Regions from separate parts of the Sus scrofa genome. Here region 1 is linked to region 2. Evidence: chromatin contacts called from public HiChIP or PLAC-seq data. All regions are on one chromosome and are shown on one strand. Each heading gives the region's core, a stretch centred on a gene start, on an enhancer-like site or on the middle of the called end of the contact. The rest is flanking DNA. Distances are from core to core; before and after follow the strand shown.

Region 1 (5,515 bases), core at 1,382-3,881, 490 kb after region 2:
GATGATAAGTCAACCTTGGGAAATAATAAAATAATATGCAGAAAGCACTTATGCACATTGCCTGCACAGAATCCACACCTCATAAATATTAGGTTATCCCTTGTCTCTCCCTCAAAGACAAAAACATAGGGACCTTGAAATTTGAGATTGGAAAGGAGAACAGACCAGTGTACAGGAAGGAGAGAGTGAAAGGGAAGAGATGGGTGGCAGCTCTGGGGGCAGAGGGGGTAGAAAGCAGGTCCTGAGTGATACCAGAGGGCAGAGGAAACAGCACCATATATAGAAAGTAGTTGCAGCTTATCCTTCAGGTGCTGAAAGCCACCTAGAGTGACAAGAGCCCATCCTGGGCACAGGGCCGGATGACTCAGTGTGGAAGGATTCTGGGGACAGCACTGGGGGTTGGGAAGAATGACTCTGGGGGACACAGGAGGTCTATTCTAGAGAGAGAGATGAAGGTCTGTAAAAGACTCGCTTCATAGTAGTGGGGTGACAAATGACTGGAGAATCTGGGAGATCCTAGGGCCTGCATCACAGGATTGACTTTTGCCATTTTCTGCTTCTTAAGCTCTTCCCAGTTCTGGATGCTACTCTCTAACCACAGGACAGGCACTGCTGTCCCCACTGGACTAGTGGGAAGCAAGAGAGTAAAGGGAAACTGAGGCACTGTGTAAGTTAAGTGCTGTGCTCAAGGTCACACAATAAATTTGGGCAGTTTCTTATCTACTCCTCACACTGCCTCTCTGCTTCCCTAGCTCTGTCCCTGGCCTCCCCAGCTCCCCTCCAGCCCCCACTCAGCTCCTTGGATTTCCAGTCCTGCCTCCAGCTGCACTGGGCCTTGGTTATTTATAGACTGTCAGATGCCCGGGGCCATCTTCACTAGCAGCTGCAGGGCAGCTCCCTCCCAAGTGCCAGGACTGGTGAAGAACAAAAACCAAAGGCTGGAGGTCAGAGAAACCAATCTTGGGGGGCTTGGGGGGATGGGGAGCACGGCTAATGGTCAACACAAACCGTAGTGTCTTCTTTCATCTCGGCCGTTCAGACCATGCTCGTGCTAATCCCTGCATCCACCCAACCACAGGCTCATCTTAAACAATCCTGGGTGGAAGGCAAATGGGGAACCTGAGGCAGAGAAAGTACCATTGCCAAAGTCTTATGGCTGTTCTCCTACCTTAAGGTGGGGGCTGGGAAGAACAGGAGGTAGAGAAGTCTGGTTAGGGGGTGTGAGGTGGGCAGAGAAATCTCAGAGTGAACAGGAGCTGCCAAGGTGGTTGCCTTGGCATTAGTGGCCCTGTCCCTCTGCCCTGTGGCCTGGCATGGTCTCAAGACTGACAGCTTAATGAGGGTAAATGAGGGACCGTTAGAACCTGAGCTGGGGCGCCAGTACACAGCAGGGCCACTGGAGCCAGAGGTCAAGGCCAGGGAATTTCTAATGGCCCCCCAGCAGTGTAACTCAAGTCAAGGCCCATCTGTGGATTCCTCTCCCCTCCTCCTGCCTAACAGCACCTCCACCCACACCCCATACCCCACAAATGTAGCTTCAGTCTCCTCTCCATCTTCAGCTGGAAGATTAGTTGAGGTGGATGGTAAATTCTTGTGCCACCCGCCCCCGCGATGACTCACTGCTTGATCACTGTGCCTTCTAAGAGCTGGAACCAAATGGAATTAAAATGTTGTGTTCTCAGGGGGAAGTGGTAAGTGGTTTTGATTTACCCACTGTCTTGGATTAATTGTGCAAGCTTGCCCTGGCCTGCGTTCCTGAGAGGAAACCGTCTCTGTCCTGATGGTGAAAGTCCCTCTCATCCCCATGTCTGGAACCCCTCCCAAAGCACTGAGTCTCCTACTGTCCCCCCAGGTTCACACTCACGTCGGTGGCCTTCTTTTCAGCCTGCTCCAGTTTCTCCTGGGCATCCTTCACTGATTCGGAATACTTTTCCACCTCATCCTCCGTCCCTTTCAGCTTCTTCTGGAGGGCCTGCTGCTCCTCCTCCAGCTGGGAGAGAGATGCCTCAGTCAGCCAGGCCCAGGCCCAGGCAGGAGGCAGGGGTGTGTGTGAGGGGTACTAAGAGATATATAGAGGCTGACAGAGAGGAAGAGGGATAGCAGAGGAGGGTCAGGGCAGCTAGGGGTGTGGGAGGGAACTGGTGGGAGTAGAGAGAAAGCTTCCAGCCCCAAGGAGCAAGGCCCATCATGGCTCTGTAAAGGGAGGAGTGGAAATTAGGGGACTGGGGCTCCTCGGACGAGGGTGGGTGAGATGAAGTGTAGCTCTGGCTAGGGCCCTGGGGGTACTGTGAAGGCCCAGCCCCCACACTGGATGGTAGCGAGGCTTGGACGGCAGGCCAGAGGCTGGGGAGCACAGAGTGGCACAGGCTGCCCTTGTTGCGGATTGGGGACAGAGGTTACACAGAGCCTGGGACCCCCACCTGCTTGCAGCGGTCTTCAGCCTGCTTCTTGTCAGCCTCCGCCTGCTCAGCACGGTCGATGGCATTCTCCTTGTCCAGCTTTAGCATCTGCATCTTCTTCTTGATGGCATCCATGGTTGCTGTTGGGGACCGGCCGGCCGGCGGGCAGTGTGGACCGGGCGAACGGGACTGGCTGTGCTGACTGGGCGCACGGGTGGCGGACGAGGAGGACCTAGCGGGGCTGGGACGTCCCAGCCGCGCGGGCGCCTAAAAGGCTGGGAGGGACCGGGCGGAGCCGGGGGCCAGGACCCTCCCCCATTGCAGCCCAAACCTTGTAGGGGCAGAAGCACAGCAGGGTTGGGGGGGGCGCGGCCACCCCCTACGCCCACCCCTTCGGAACCGCCCCCTAGGGCTCCGCCTCTCCCTCACCCCATCCCCCCCAGCCGTCGGAAGGGAAAGTAGCTGGACGGTCTGCTGAGAAAGACACTAGCGCTGTGGAAGGGAGGGGACCTTGGGGCAGGGGGCTCCGTGCTTCTTCTGAGTGACAGCCTGGCCCGGTGGCAGCTGCGGCTGGGGCCCCTGAGGCTATTTCAGGGCTTGAGCTCACGGCAGCTGCCCCAAGCGCAGGGACCAAAAGGCCCCCCCTCAACTGCAGCAGCCGCTGCCCTTAATTTAGAAGTTTCCTGTAAATCCCCTCGGATTAAATGTCTCTTGGGAGGCGGGGCTCCTCCGCAGTTTGAGTGCCTCAGTTTACCCCAGTCCCAGATGCTGGGTTTTTGCTACGGACATGGTGGTGATAGTGGAGAGTCTTACCAGAGACTTGGGGAAACTGAGGTAGGAGGCGAGCCCAGAGCCCCGGCAGCCCTTCGGAGCGAGGACCGGCTTGTTGCCCCCGAGGGCGGGCCTGACCTCTCTTCCCCTCGCTTCCCCTTCCAGCCCCTGCCCCTGGAGCCAGGGCCCCTCCTCTACCATCGCCGAGCACGCAGAACCCGGATCCGCGCCCAGCCCGCCCCGCCCCCCACGTGCCCCGCATATTTTCCGCGGCCACTTCTGCCCCGCCGGACCCGCGCTCCCCGCCCCCATCCCCACCCCCACCCGGGACGAGTCGCTCTCCGTCCCCCTCCTCACCCCGCCTCGCGGTCCACCGGCCCCACCGCCCGCCCCCCACTCACCCCCACCCATCCCGATTTCCCCTAGCTTCCCTGTGCGCCCTCCCTTCTCCTTCCATTCTCCTCCCCTTCTCCCTGCGGACTCTCCTCCCTTCCCCTGTGGGCCAACTTTACGCTGAAATTTCTTTTCTGCCCTTTTTTGGGATGTTTCCCGTGGGGAGGCGGGGCCGGAATGGGGCAAGGAAGGCAGGGGCGAGGGCAAGAGTTACGGAGCTGCTGGGCGTCTGGAGCTGGGGGTGAGATGTTCCCTCTGACCGAGGCCGCCAGAAACAGCTCCCGGAGCCGGGAGCCGTGGCCTAGGGTCGGGAAATCGGAGGCACCCGTGCGAGGCTGTTTGTTTTCGCTTTTTCCTTGGGGTGGGGTGAGGGGAGAGGAAGTGGAGAGCCGCCTTGGGGTGGGGGGAGGGGAGACCAGGGTAGGCAGAGGAAGCCTCGCTCCCCAGGGGCAGGGGGGCGGGAGGCCTGGCTTTTGCTGGCTGGGTGGGAACCGTGGGAACCATAGGTCCACGGCCAGGGGAGGTGGGGGCGGAAATGTATTTAGATCTGCTTAGTGGACCGATGCTACACATGGAACAAACTTGACCTCTGTCCCCTCCTCACCCACCTCCCGGTCCACCGGCCCCACCGCCCGCTGGTGTTCACTCCATCTCCCTGTTCTCCCCAAACTCTTGGAAGAGTCTTCCATCCACCCTGTAGCCAGTGCCAGACCTCTCACTTCCCACAGTCCCTTGATCCTGTAGGTTCTGCTCCTACAAATGAGCTTCTTCCACTGAAGTCTCCTCCTCAGGCAGCTCCTTATATTACCTCCTGCCTGGGTCTGTTGTGAACTCCTGACTCCCCCAACTCTCCTCGACCTTGTTACACAAAGATCTTTGAAAAAGTTGGTACAAGTAGGACCCTAAGATGCTCCAAAAGCCCCTCCCTTCGCCCTCCCTCTTTTGCCAGTAAAAGTCACATTTCTTAATATGGTGTATCAGGCCCTTTGTTTTGGCACCTGCCTACCTCTCTAGCCCTACCTCCTTTCAGTTCCAACCTCACTCTCAGCACACAGATTTGTACTTCATGTAGCATTCATACTGAGCTAAGTGCAGGAGCTAGAAATCACCAAGCTTTTCTTAAAAGTTACCACCATTTTTTTTTTTTTAATTCATTTTTGGTCACCAACACTGGATCCTTTAACCCACTGTGCTGGGCTAGGGCTGAACATGAGTCCTGGTGCTGCAGAGACACGGCTGATCTGGTTGTGCCACCATGGGAACACCAAAGCTACCGCTTTATACATTCTGTTATATATCCCTAAAATGCCCTTCCCTTGGCTGATTCCTGGTGGCTGTAAAGACTCAGACCGTGTCAACTTTTCTGAGGAGGCTTCCCTAGCCTCTTCCCTTCCCACCCTCTGCATGTAATAAATGCTTATTCTTGGGGCAAGCTCCTAACAGTCTGTCTCGGCATAGTCCCTGTTATGACTGTTGTTATACCTGTTTGCCTAGTGGTCTGTGAGTTCTCCAGAATGCCAGGGCCTATCTTTTTCTTTTTTTCTTTTTTTTTTTAGGCAAGAAATAGATTTATTAGGATAGGACGCTTGCGAAAGATGCAAGCGGGCAGGCACTGAAGCTCTGCCCCCAGGATCCGTGGGATACAGTTATTATCAGCCAAGGGGAGTGGCTATCTTTTTCAATTCTAAATCCCCAGTGCCTGGCATAGCCTCAAGCATAGCGTTGGCATTTGATAAACATTTGCTAGTGACTTTTTTTGTGCACCAGGTTCAGGATACACAATGATACTCTGTGGATCTAGGGGAACTCATGGTCTGGTGGGGCAATTCTCAAACTTTGGTCCTAGAACCCCTTGACAGTAGGGTTTGAAGATCAAAAAGCTTCTGGTAGAGTGGGTAATATCTGTCAATACTCACCATATTAAAATGGAAACTGGGAGTTCCTGTTGTGGC
Region 2 (5,964 bases), core at 2,663-5,162:
TATCTCTCACAGATCTTTCCTATCACTTTATCAGCTATTTAAGGATAGGAACTATGATTCGTTATTTTTGTATCTTCTTTCTATGCCTGACTTAAAAGGCATTTAATAACTATTTGTTGAATTGTTGTTTATATGAAAATTTCTCTGTGGAGATATTGGGAAATAATTTCCTGAAATATATGGATCTTGGAGGAAGGATAAACTTTTAATGGCTTTGGAGCATGGCTTAAAGAAAGTCACAAAGTTGGTAGAGGGTTCCCCTGCAACCCTCTGCTCCTCCTGCCTGAGAATTCCCCCCAAAGAGCAGCAGTGCCAACCCTGGGTATTTTGGCTTTATTGTCTTGATATGTTTGTGTTTTCTTTATTATCTACTTTCTTTAATTCCTCTCTTTTTCCTCTTCGTTTTCCGGATTTCAGAGAGTCTTAGGTCATAGCTACCTGCCATCTAAATCTAAGTGTGAATTCCATTCAAATGCCGAAGAACTTTCAAATATTATACTGGAAAAACTAATGAATACAGTGGGGCAAGAAGGCTCTGGCCTTTTCTCCCCTATTTGAGTTGCTTCTGAAGATACGCTTACCTTGTTGATGAGTATAACTGGTCCTGGTCAAGTGCCTAGAGAATAGGGGACCTTATTTCCTTCTTCTTTTGAACTTTTAGCTGGGAAACTGGGATGCCTCACAGCCTACATCACAACCTTCAGTGACTCTTCTTCTGCTTAGTGTCTTTACCTCCCAGCCATATTCCTGCCTCATGTCCACAACCTCAGTAATAAGGAACATGTACTGGGTATTTAGTATGTGCCAGGTAATTTAAATGCATATCTTCATTTAAACCTCCAAACCCTCTTATGAAGTAGATACTATTATTATTTCCTGGGAAAATGAAGTCACATGGTTTTCCTAAGGTCACAAGAACCAGAGCTGGGACTCAAATCCAGGTATGGTAGGCAAATTTCTTTTTTTTTTTTTTTTTTTTTTTGTCTTTTTGCCTTTTTTTTTCCTTGAGCCGCTTCCGAGGCATATGGAGGTTCCCAGGCTAAGGGTCCAATTGGAGCTGCAGCCACCGGCCTACGCCAGAGCCACAGCAACACAGGATCCGAGCTGCGTCTGTAACCTACACCACAGCTCTGCGACCTACACCACAGGTCACGGCAACGCTGGATCGTTAACCCACTGAGCAAGGGCAGGGACCGAACCCGCAACCTCATGGTTCCTAGTCGGATTCCTTAACCACTGTGCCACGACGGGAACTCCAGGCAGGCAAATTTCTAAGATGGCCCCTCCAATGATCCTGCTTCCTGAGGTATTCATGTCCTTGTGTAATCCCCCTTTCCTGAGTGTGAATTGCTTCTTCTTCTTTCTTTCTTTTTTTTTTTTTTGGAGTAGCATATGGAGTTCCCAGACCAGGGATCAGAACCAGGCCACAGTTGCGATCTACACCACAGCTGTGGCAATGCTGGATCCTAACTCTGTGTGCCAGGCTGGGAATAAAACTTGTGTCCCAGCGCTCCAGAGACACAACTATTCCTGTTGTGCCACTGTGGGAACTCCAAGTGTGACTTGCTTCTGATGAATGTAATACAAGATAAATGAGGAGATGTCACTTCTGTTATTAGGTTACAAAAGATTGTGACTTCCATCTTGCTAATAGACTCTGTTGCCTTCTCAGCTTACATGCTTTGAGGAAACAAGCGTATTGGAAAGGTTCACATGACAAGGAACTGAGTCCTGTCAATAACCAATAAGGAATCGAGGCTCTCAATTCAAGAGCCCAGGAGAAATTGAGTCCTGCTGACGATCATATGAAAGAACTTGGTAGTGGATCCTTCTGCAGTCAAGTTGGCACTTTCCTGAAGTCTTGAACCAGAGGATCTGATTAAGCCATACATAGATTCCTGACCCACAGATACTTTGAGATAATAAATGCTGTTTTAAGCCACTAAATTGTGGGGTTGTTACATGACAATGGTAATATACCAAATGAATCCAGCTCCAAAGGTCATACTCTTCACAATATTAGGCTGTTTCCCACTACTCTATCCTGTTTTCAAGTGTACAGTGATTTTCCACCCTTTTTTGGATGGCCCCTGCATCCTCTGGGAGAATCCCTGGTTTGATGAGAGGTTTGTTTTTTGTTGTCTCTAATCTCAATCAGTTCCAGAATCTAGAAGTTCCACACCTTTTTAGTCCCTTGCTGTTGTGGTTAAGGCAGCTGGGCTAAATAGCTAGATATGTCAACCTCCGGCAGCCCAGAGAATGCCCACTGCCTTTAGGATCAGAGATTTTTGTTGACTAGACTGGCTGAGTTGCTCTGCTCAAACTCTTCCTGAATATTTATTCAAATTTGGATAAATATTGGGTAGATCAAGTCTTTCCTTCTCCAGGTTCCCAGTTATGGCATTTGAAGTGTCGCTCTCTCCAAATGCTATATTCCAAACATATGATAGTTATGTTTTGTTTTTGGAAGGCAAAGACTCAGATTAATGGACCCTTCCTGAGTCTGCTAGGCAATATCCAACTAGGCCAAGAGCTCGCAAACATGGAAACCTGAGCTGGGCTAATGAGGACTTAGAACGCACCTGTCTAATGGTGATCAACCCTGGCATCACATTAGAATCATCTGGGGAGATTTTAAAAGGTAGGTACACCTGAGCTCTACCCCAAACCAATTAAATCCAAATTTTGGGGTGGAGGAGGTGTTGGATCTATACATCATGCTATGTGAATTCCTGTTTTCTGCTCTGGTCTTTTTCTCTTCCTTGCCTGTATGTACCTCATTTTGCCAGAAGTGTTCAGTTTAAAATGATTACCTTTTTTCCATCCTTCATTCAGTAAATATTTACAGACTGATTACTAAGTATTAGGCGCTATTATAGACAGTGGAGAGCATGAAAAAAGGCCTAGATAAGAACCGAGGTCTCCAGCTATTTTACTTTATGCTGTCTTTCTTTTTTTTTTTTCTTTATGCTGTAGTCACTAATTAAAATTTTGGTATGCCTTTTTTGTTTTGTTTTTTAAAGGAGGATGAGATATTTGTTTAAAATTTATTACTGTTATTTAAAAAATTAATTAATGCCCTTTTTTTTTTTGGCCGCACTTGAGGCATGTAGAAGTTCCCGGGCCAGGGATTGAATCCACGCTGCAGTTGCAGCCTGCGTCACAGCTGCCCAACCAGATCCTTGATCCCCTGCACCACAAGGAAACTTCCCATAGCCTATTCTTTATTGAAATATAATTGACATATAACATTATATTAGTTTCAGGTGATTTGATATTTGTATACACAGCAAAATGATCACTCCAGTAAGTCTAGTTAACATCCATCACCATACTAATTTACAAAAGTTTTTTTTCCTTGTTAAAGTCCATTTTAAAAATTTATTTATTTAAAATTTATTTATTTTGGCTCTGCCAGTGGCATGTGGAAGTTCCCGGGCCAGGGATAGAACTTGTGCCAGAGCAGCCACCCCAGCCACAGCAGTGGCACCGCTGGATCCTTAACCTGCTGAGCTGTAAGGGAACTCCTAAAGTCCACTTTTTAATTGATGTATAGTTGATTTACAATGCTATTAGTGTCAGGTGTACTGCAAAGTGCGTCACTACCTTGTTAAATTATTACGGTAAGAATTCCGTCAGCTCCCTTAATGAAGTCTGACAGAAATTCTTCAATGAAATCAATCTGTCCTTGGGTGGGTGGAAGCCCCGCCCACGTGGGAGGAGCAGAAGGCTTCAATTCCCACCTCACACAGGTGAGGAGGAAGCCCTCCCCTCTCTGTCTTCAAGTCTCATTAGTGGGAGGAGGTGTTTTCATTCTTTCACTAAGGAAAGCGGAAGAGGACTCCGCCTCCTACGTGCCAGTGTGGGGGGGCGGGGTCGGCGGACTGGGCGTGAGTTGATTGGCTGGGAGGCGGGGCGCCACAGGTTGGCTCTGTCCAGGCGCTTGCTTGGATGCCGGGTGGAGTGAGGGGAGGGAGTCCGGGTCAGTCTTGCTTCCTAGCGATGGCGCCGCGTTGCCGCGCCCAGTACCCGGCTTGGTTGTTGGTATTCACTGCTATCAGGAGCCAGCTCCGATGGTGAAAATTGGAGCGGGTCCAAAGGAGTGGTGGGAAGCTGCCTGCGACGGGACCATGAGGAGCGGCGAGACCTGTGGGGCCAAGAGCGGGAACAGCTGCGGCACCTGCTGAGAGGAAAGAGGGAACGGCCGGGTGCGGCGGCGCGGCTGGGGCGCGGTGGAGGCTCGCCGGCGCCTCGGCCATGTCGCTGCTCTGCGTGCGCGGTGAGTGCGCGGACTGAGGGGAGGGGGCGGAGGGCGCTGAGGAGTCTCCACGAGCTTCCAGTGGGCGTCGGGTTACTGCCTTTTCTAAACTTCACTTCGCGTCGGTGCCTCAGGGAAGCATTGTGTTAACTCATTTGTGAACACCTGGAGAATACTTTCTACTCTCTCTTGTTTTCCTCACGCGCTGAGACTGTTACCTCTCCATTCCGGTGGCCAGGTGACAGGGTTGTTGGCTGGCAGGCCCAGATCTTATTAAATGGTGTTTAGTTCTCTCCTTTGGCGAGAGTGGTCGAGCTAAGGACCGCGGATAGTCGGTGTCTATTCTTAGCGGGCAACCGTGTTTTACTTTCTTTCTTCCCCCTGCTCCGTAAAATCACAGTCGGCTTAGTAGCAGGTTCTTTTTATTAGGCTTTGAACGCCCAGTGGTACAGCTGTCACATCCCTCCTTCCAGTCTGTTTCTTGGCTTGCACCCCTCTATTGCTTCTCTTTGTCCCCTGCTCCTTCCCTGTAGTCTCGGCTAAGACTATTCTCATATTCGATTTGGAAAGGTGTGTCAGCTTCTCTCCTTTCCGAGCAGAGCATAAGAAGTATGATTTAATTATTTACTTCTATCAGAGTAACTAAGGTGAAGGCCTTTACTGGTTTTTCACTGAGGACGCTTGACCCACCTAAGAAGATAATTTAAGGCAAGAGCTTTGGGGTTTAAGGTGAGGCAAGGTGCATGGACTAAGTTCCATGAGGATAGATACTGCTTCTTAATGGTTTTTGTATTTCTGGCACCTAATATAGTAGGAGCTCAATGCTAGTTCTGAATGAGTGCAGAGACTGTGATTTTAGAGATTATCTGATCAGAAAAAGCAGGGTTTGGCTTACCCATTGCATTTGATCTTGGGGAATTCAAAGCCTATCATATCTGTGTTGAACAAGATGGGATAAGGTAGCTTGGTTGTGAGTGAGGATTTATCCACAAGAACCTTTTCCTGGCACCTTTTACTGGATGGAGTTCATGCTTCTTTTCAATTAGAAGCACTGTTATTTATGATCTCTCTGTTAAGTGTTTGTTACAGCTTCTGCAAACACACAACTGCTTTCCTCTGTTCTCCTCCACTGTTTTGTTAAATCTGCATTAACCCAAAATGGATTTGGATATTTCCAGGGATTATGAGAGACACAGAATTTTTCTTCTTTCATCGTTGATTTTTCATTAATGAGAATTTTGCTTTGCTTTTAGTAAAACATTTTTTCTCAGCAGCTGGCAATCTGTTTATTCCTTTAGATCTCTTCTGTTGAGTAGCTGGATTTAGGAGAGGTTGGGTTTTGTTTGCAGTGTCTCTTGGTCAGTTTAAATCTCTACTGCTACACTGTTTACAGAGCTAGCCCTCATGAAAGATTCTTAAGGCAGGAGGACTATTAAACCAGCAATTCCTATTTAATTGAGTTTAAACTTCAGAGAAGGAGCTGCTGCTGTTTTCATTTGTTCTAATATCAGACAACTTTCATTTCTTAGAAATTTTGCTGTTTAGCTAAGCTCTTTGTTTTAGTGTTAAATAAGTCAAATTTCTCCTTTTGAGCTTGGAGGATTGGAGACCAGCAGGTCATTGTTTTGGAATGTAGATCCTGAAGATGATTAATTACTGAAACAACTGGGTACATTGTATAGAAGTATTCATATTAAATGGCAAGG

Evidence for each region. HiChIP or PLAC-seq counts read pairs in DNA pulled down with a chosen protein or histone mark.
Region 1: an H3K27ac HiChIP or PLAC-seq map of alveolar macrophages shows a contact between it and region 2. The contact joins the promoter of TPM2 here to the promoter of UNC13B in region 2. A contact is called at or near these places in 1 of 47 Hi-C or Micro-C datasets (heart right ventricle) and 1 of 2 datasets of contacts at active chromatin or transcription factors (alveolar macrophages).

The regions. Positions count from the first base shown.
Region 1 is chr1:236,406,985-236,412,499 of Sscrofa11.1, forward strand. TPM2 (tropomyosin 2 (beta)) reads right to left here and starts at 2,632. Exons shown (of 9, transcript NM_001129947.1): 1 at 2,421-2,632; 2 at 1,865-1,990. The coding sequence starts at 2,534.
Region 2 is chr1:235,914,839-235,920,802 of Sscrofa11.1, forward strand. It overlaps UNC13B (protein unc-13 homolog B), which reads left to right and starts at 3,913. Exons shown (of 39, transcript XM_021065583.1): 1 at 3,913-4,279. The coding sequence starts at 4,258.